Regions from separate parts of the Sus scrofa genome. Here region 2 is linked to region 1. The links are chromatin contacts, called in public HiChIP or PLAC-seq maps. All regions are on one chromosome and are shown on one strand. Each heading gives the region's core, a stretch centred on a gene start, on an enhancer-like site or on the middle of the called end of the contact. The rest is flanking DNA. Distances are from core to core; before and after follow the strand shown.

Evidence for each region. HiChIP or PLAC-seq counts read pairs in DNA pulled down with a chosen protein or histone mark.
Region 2: an H3K27ac HiChIP or PLAC-seq map of alveolar macrophages shows a contact between it and region 1. The contact joins the promoter of CLK3 here to the promoter of ARID3B in region 1. A contact is called at or near these places in 1 of 5 promoter capture datasets (liver), 15 of 47 Hi-C or Micro-C datasets (alveolar macrophages, blood, embryonic fibroblasts and 9 more) and 2 of 2 datasets of contacts at active chromatin or transcription factors (alveolar macrophages and skeletal muscle).

Annotation. Positions count from the first base shown.
Region 1 is chr7:58,997,358-59,000,640 of Sscrofa11.1, reverse strand. It overlaps ARID3B (AT-rich interactive domain-containing protein 3B), which reads left to right and starts at 1,934. Exons shown (of 11, transcript XM_021099056.1): 1 at 1,934-2,067.
Region 2 is chr7:58,907,749-58,911,340 of Sscrofa11.1, reverse strand. CLK3 (dual specificity protein kinase CLK3) reads left to right here and starts at 1,725. Exons shown (of 13, transcript XM_001927924.7): 1 at 1,725-1,830.

The DNA.
Region 1 (3,283 bases), core at 685-3,184:
TATAGGAGGAAAGGACAGGATGGAAACATATGTAGATTTCTAGATTTTAGGGTATTCTACATTTCCTATTACTTACACAGTAAGATAATCAGGGGAAGAGGTATGGGAAGCATAGGGTTTAGAGATTTGCAGATAGTGGAGAACAAGTTAACTAGAAAAATAAAATGAAATTTCCAGGCACTGTTCGGAGCTCATTTAAGGTTGAAATCATTTAGTGATGCCTGTTTGTTCATCAGGACAATTTACTATGACAAGGTATATGGAGAAGTATGTTAGTTCATCCAGGGTGGAGGACTTAGTTGGGGAAAAGAGGGGTGTTGGGGTGGGCTTAAGAGTAAGTAAGAGGGAGACTGTAATGATATACTGCTGAATCTAAGATGGATAAGGAGTGAAGTGAAAAGTGAGGATTAAGTAGAAGCTTTCAATCAGAACTGGAGGTTCTGATAAAGTGAAAACAATGTAAATGAAGTTCTTGAGCCGTCCAGGTAAAGAATATCAGGCTGTGGTTGGACAGAGGGATGTCGGAAGTACTGATTCATGACACAATAGGGTTTCTGGTGACAAGGTCCAGGTTTCTGACTGGGATTGGGGGGCTAATGTAAGGGATGAGGCCCGCATGTGAAATGGGTTGTCCACATTGACTGAAATGATCAAGATGGAAGATGGTTAGAGGAAAGTAAGACAAGGAGCTGGGTGAACAAATTAGCAGATGGTCTCCTCTCTACAGAGGAGTGTCTTAAGAAGTAAGCATCAGATAACATATTACTATAAATAAAATAGATAACCAACAACGGCCTACTGTATAGCACAGGGAACCATACAAACTCTTTCATAAAAACCTATAAAGGAAAAGAATCTGAAAAAGAAAACATACATATACACGTAACTGAATTACTGTGCTGTACATCTGAAACTAATACAACATTGTAAATTAACTGTACTTCAATTAAAAAATAATAAAATGAAAAAATTAAGTCTAGGCGTTCCCCAGTTGATCAGCAGGTTAAGGATCCTGTGTTGTCACTGCTATGGCTCAAGTCACTGCCATGGCACAGGTTTGATATCTTGCCCAGGGAACTTCCAAACTCTGCGAATGCAACCAAAAAAATTTTAAAAAAAAACCACTTTTTTTCTTTTTAGTGCAGCACTTGCAGCGTATGGAGGAAGTTCCCAGGCTAGGGGTGGAATCAGAGCTGCAGCTGCTGGCCTACACCACAGCTCATGACAACGTGGGATCCTCAACCCACTGAGAGAGGCCAGGGATTGCACAGGCATCCTCATGGATACTAGTTGGGTTCTTAACCTGCTAAGCCACAACAGGGAACTCCAAAAAAATTTTTTTTAAATCTAATTTGTATGATTCACAAAAAGACTAAGCTTCAGAGAAACAAGGGTTTTTACAAAAGGTGGCAGCATTTGTCCCCCACTTTTGGAACCCAGGAAATGAAAATACTAACCCATGTGAGAGGATGCAGCATCCTTACGGGACAGCCAGGTCTCAGTCCAGAGAAGTTCGGAGAAAAGCAGATCCGGAAGCGGGAATCTCAGAAGACCAGTTTGAAAGTGGGAGATTGGGGAAGGGACTAAAGCAGAAGAACATCCTGACAGTCCTTGTCCTTTATTTACCCTACCTACCGCCCGCACTACATCACCCTCCACAACCAGAAAACGCGCAAAAAAGACTAGGCACCCCAGCTGATTTCAACTCCCCGCGAAAGTGCTGACGCCGGAACTCCTGCTTGTCTCCGCTTTCCCATTGGCAGAAGCTTCCGCCAGCTTCAACTCGCTTCCGCCCACGATTCAGTAGGGCGGGGCTGTTCCTAGAAGTCACTTCCGCCCGACCCGCCCATTGTTCCCTTTTTGGCCGCTTCCGGCCTCAGGTCCCGCCCCATCCCTGTGGCCTCGCCCCTTCCCGGCCCGGCAGTCCGGCCCAGCGGTCCCGCTTCCGGTGCGGGCCCCGCCCCGGCTGTGGCCGCCGGCTGCGGAGAAGTACGAAACCCAGCTGCCGAGCCGGGGCCTGAGTGGCCATCTCCTCCAACGACGGCTGACCCGGAGCGCCTGACACAGGTAAGCCGCTCCGGGCTCGGCTCCTTCAGCCTCGGCGGGAGCGGGGGTTGTGGCAGGTGGAGGAGACAGAGGGGTAGGAGGAAAGGCAGGTGTGTAGAGGGAAAACGTGAAGGCGCGGGCAGGCGGAGCGCGGGGGCCGCGGAGGAAAAGTGAGAACGCTGGGAGGAGCCTGGAGGCGCCCTCGCCCATTAGGGTGATTTGAGATAAAGGGATGGGATGAGTAAGGGGCCCCCGGGAACTGAGAGGGTAAGAATAGGTGGGGTTGGAGCGATCTAAGCATAGCCGGCGGATTGGCTGGGAGGTCTTGGTAGAGGTAAAAGTGATAGGGTTGGGTTGGGGGGCTATGAAGAATGGCTGGGATGGGGGGAGGTGTGGGGCTTAAAGGGAGCTGAGGCCAGAGGGATCTGGCAGCAAAGGTAAAAAGAATGGTGGGCAAGGCTGGGTTCAGAGCTGTAAGCAGTCCGTTGCGCCGGACCTGGAGGTCCGGGAACTTTAGGGGAAATGGGAGAGGGGGACGTCTGAAGGGATAGAGTGGTTTATATTTCTGAGACATAACTTTTCTAAAAGTAGGCAGGTAGTATTGTTGTTTGAATCAACTAGCTACTTAGGGACAAGGGGAAGATGGGCTCTTTGGGGGAGGGTGTGTGTATCGAATTGTAGAACTGAGTCATCTCAGTCTTACTAAAGAGGCTGTGAGACACCTCCCCCTCTGCTGGGGACAGCATGCAGGGAAGATGGTGCCATAAGATGAGAAGCAGTTGTTCAATGACGGCAGGACTTGGTTGAAAAATTACCCCACTTGTGATTGATTGCCTAATGTTACTAGGAGAATTAAAATGACCACTGAATTCTTTGTTTTATTCGTTTGTTTACTTTTCTTTGATGCAAGTTATTTTTATTTTAAATGAACATTTTTGGCAGCTGGGTTTATTTAATGCGGGTGTAAATCTTTTCATGCTTTGTTACACTATAAAAAGGGCTATAGCAGAACGAAGTATTGCTTCAGGCATAACTCACACTTTCTAAAGTGCCAGGAGAGGAAGTAAAGACAGAAGCAAATTGGAATTTGAATCTCTCACAGATTGCAAAAGGCAAAAGCGGTGCTCCTAAGATAAGCAGAAAGTGAGAATTTTAAAATTTCTACTTTGCCTAACTTTAAAAGTTGTGCCTTTTTTTTTCTAGCCCATTTAAAAAAATCATAAATCCAAGCAGTTTT
Region 2 (3,592 bases), core at 476-2,975, 89 kb after region 1:
GACTCCGGGCTCTGAGCTCCTCCACCCTCAGCTGCTGTTGTGATCCTAGCTTGCAGGAGCCATGGAAACTGCAGGCAACACATAGCTGTAGGAGGAGGAGACACCAGAGCCCTTCCACCTCATCTTAATGGATGAAACCCTTAGATGGACCCCTGCTGGTGTGGCCTCTGGCATAGGGCAAAGGCCTAGGCAAAAATGGCTGCTCAGAATCTTCCACCCCAGAGGCAGGAGCCTAAAGGGGCAGGATTTAGGGGCAGAGACAGCCGGGCTCTCGGTCGCCAACTACACAGTAGAAGCGGCTCCGGAATTTATATTGGGGGGAATGGGTGCATTTGGTTGGACCGGGACCGGGAGTCGGTCTTGAGGCTGCATTAGTGTAGTAAGCAACCCGTTTGAACTTGGCTTTGGTTGTTTACTTGCAGTGGGAGTGGTGGAACTAACGGAGATTTGTACTAAGCACCTGCTCAAGCCATGCCGTCAGACCCCAGTTTAAGGGGGAACTAGAGGTTAGAGACTGTAGAGGCCTCGCAACTCCGGAGGGGTCGTTTCCTTTTGGAATCCGCCTCAGTGGCTGGGAGACTAGCCGGATGTCAGGGGCGTGACCAGCCCTCGCTGCGGCGAGGGCGGAGGCGGGGCCGGGGCTGGGGAAAGGGGTGGTGACAAGCAGGCCCACGCGGTGCTGGGGAAATGCTGCAGCCTTCGCAGTTCAGTCCCCGGGAGGGGCGGGGCCCGGAAGGATGCTGTGTCCCTCCTTCTTGGGCCCTGGCGTGGCTAGGGGGCAATTAGAGGCCGCTCCCGCCCTCTTTGACCGACGCCAGCGAGAGCCGGGGGGGGGGGGGGGCCAGGGAGTGCACGCTCATAAACCGCGAGGTCTCCCAAAGGACCTGACCTCGGTTTTCTCATCTGGAAAAGATGACCTCCTTATCTCCCTATGACCAAGAGCGGGGCAGTAGGTGGCCGGGGCTTCGGTGAGCCCGCGCCGGCGGCGGGGGCAGAGAGGTCACCAGGTGACTCCAGGGGAGAAATAGGAGTGAGGGGGGCCGCGGGGCTTTTCTTCGGCGGGGGTGGGACGCGGGTGGTTATGAACTAAGAAACAACTCTGGTCTGCTCACTGCCGTGCCCAAGAATGCTCAAGGAAAACGAGACCCCCTTTTACCCCAGAACCCGTCCCTTTCCCTTCAAAGGCCCCGCCGACGTGACTCTCCAGTATCTTCCCAGAAACTGCAGTGCACATACACCGGGCTTGGACGCGCCGCCATGACTTTAAAAAGCTCCTCCACACATGAATAAGGTCTCATTTGCTTCTTTCACATCAGCGGGAGTCGGGAACCTCCTTCCCGATCCTCCGTGGGCTTTAGCGCCCTCCAGGGCCTCGAGGCCGGGCTGGCGCTCAAGGCCTACCCAGTTTTCACTTGAGGCGACAGCGAAACAATGCCCTCCTCCCGGCGCTCAGGAAAGGAAAGGCCAAGCGGGCTTGGGCGGGGTCGGGGCTCCACCTTTCGGCTCTCAGCGCCTGTCCACCGGTGCCCCCCGCCGCATCTTTGAGGCCTACGTGCCTCGTGACACGGCAGGGGGCGGGCCGCGGCTGGGGACATCCCCTCGGCCCTCCAGGAACCAGGTTCCACCGCCGCCGCAGCGACCCAGGTGGACAGGGCGGGTCCTCCAGAGTCTTCGAGTTCACGGCTAGAGGGGCCAAGTCGCCGAGCTCAGTCGACCGACGGCTGCGTCACGGGAGGGGCGGGCCCGCCACGGGCGGAGGCCGGAGCCGGAAGCGGAAGAGGCGCTCGGAGCGGGGAGTGGGGCCTAGCCTCAGCCGGAGCCTGGGAGACGGTGAGTGTGGGGCCCTGGCCCGCGACGAGGAGCGGGGGGTTGAGTCAGAGGGGCGGGTACGCTGGGTGTGGGTCCCCGGGCTTCTAGTTCGGGCTTGGTCTGCTCTCTTTCGTTCTCTTGGCCCATCTCAGGCCGCGGCCCCGACCTCTCACCCCTGACCTGCCGCTTCTCCCCCAGAGGGCGGTCACAGCAGACCCCAGTCTCTCGATCCTGTGCGTCCGAGTCCGAACCTGTGAGAGGCCCCTGAGGGCCCTGCAGGGATCCACCTTCGGCCCTATACCTGCCCGCGGAATGGGGTCAGGGTCCTACCTGCGACAGCCTGGAGGGGCTTTCAGACCCCTCCCCTAACCCTGGCTCGAGGCTGGGTCGGCAGACTCCTCCTCTCCGCGCGGCTTGGAGTCTGATTCCGGCCCAAGCTGGCTTTCCTCCTGCCCGCCTCCCCCACCCCAGGTCTCCCCTCGCCTCCATTGGCGGCGGTTACCAGGAACCCGCCTCAGATCTCTGGGACCCGCGGCGTCAGGAAGGACGCGAGCGAGGGCTGCGGGCCCCCTGATTGTTTTGTTGTGATGATGGAGCCGCTCCAGCCCGGAGGAGGGGCCGAGCCAAGCTGACAGTACAAATGCCCGGGCTGCTGCATGGTCCAGGAGTCTCTGTGCTTTAGTTCCGGGTGCGGGTGTCCTGGTGTGGAGCTGGGGTGGGAATCGCCTGAGCCAGGGCCCCGTTGAGGCGGAGTTGGCGGCCTTCCAGCTTCCCTCCTCCATGCCCTTGAAAAGGAGGAGCGTTTCTCCCGGTGGTGGCGGCTTGCAAGGTGGCAGGTTTGAGGTTGCAGTGTTGGGGCAGCGTCAGCCAAAAATAACCATGGGGCGCTGGGGTGGCTGGGATCCGGCAGGGCTGCCGCTGACTTGGCTGGCTGCTCTTGTCAACCCAGTTCTCTGGCCAGGAACAGCAAATGAGAAGACAGCTAGGCCTGTGCTCAGAGAAAAGCTGGCATCCTCGCCCTGGTTTCTTTCACATTACCTTTTTCTTAATTGTGCCAAGCAGAGCCTTCTGGAACGTAATTGTGGCCCTTGTTTTTCTTTTACAACCTGTTTGCTGGGGTCTCAGAGAATCAGAGATAATTGAGGAGAAATGGGCCCTAGAACCCTAGCTGGGAGGATTATGAGGGGCATCTGGTGTTACCATTATTTCACCTGCCTAGAATGTGTTAAAACAGGGGAGATTATGTCCTCTCTGATTGCCTTGCGTGTGATACTTTATATCTCTCATATTTGTCATTCCCTTTGCCAACTTGGCTGGGAGGTGGTCATATCTCCATTTTCCAGATATTGTAACCATGGCCCAGAGTGACTTGTATAAGGTCACAAGGCCAAGTGGCAGCACTGGGATTTACTTTAGGTATAGGGTTTTCTACCTATACCTCTCTCCCCTCTGCTCCCTTGGGACTTATGAACTACCTTTAATGCTTTTAAGGCATTTAACATAGACCCAGAGGTGTTACTTGGAAACTTTTTAATGAAAAGCTGCCTTCAGTATCTCTTGTGACCCATGCTAGGCATTTGACCCAAGGGCATGTACTAGGCATGTTACTTTAAGATGTGACATAAACCCTGTAAGTGATTACTGTTCCTTTGTTGCAAGAGGAAGCTGAAGGGTAGAGGTGTTTAATAACCTGCCTAAAGGCACAAGCTAGAAGTGGCCATGTCAGCATTCATGTTGACATCAGCGTGACTGAAGCTGTGCTCTTTCCACTAACATGAACATG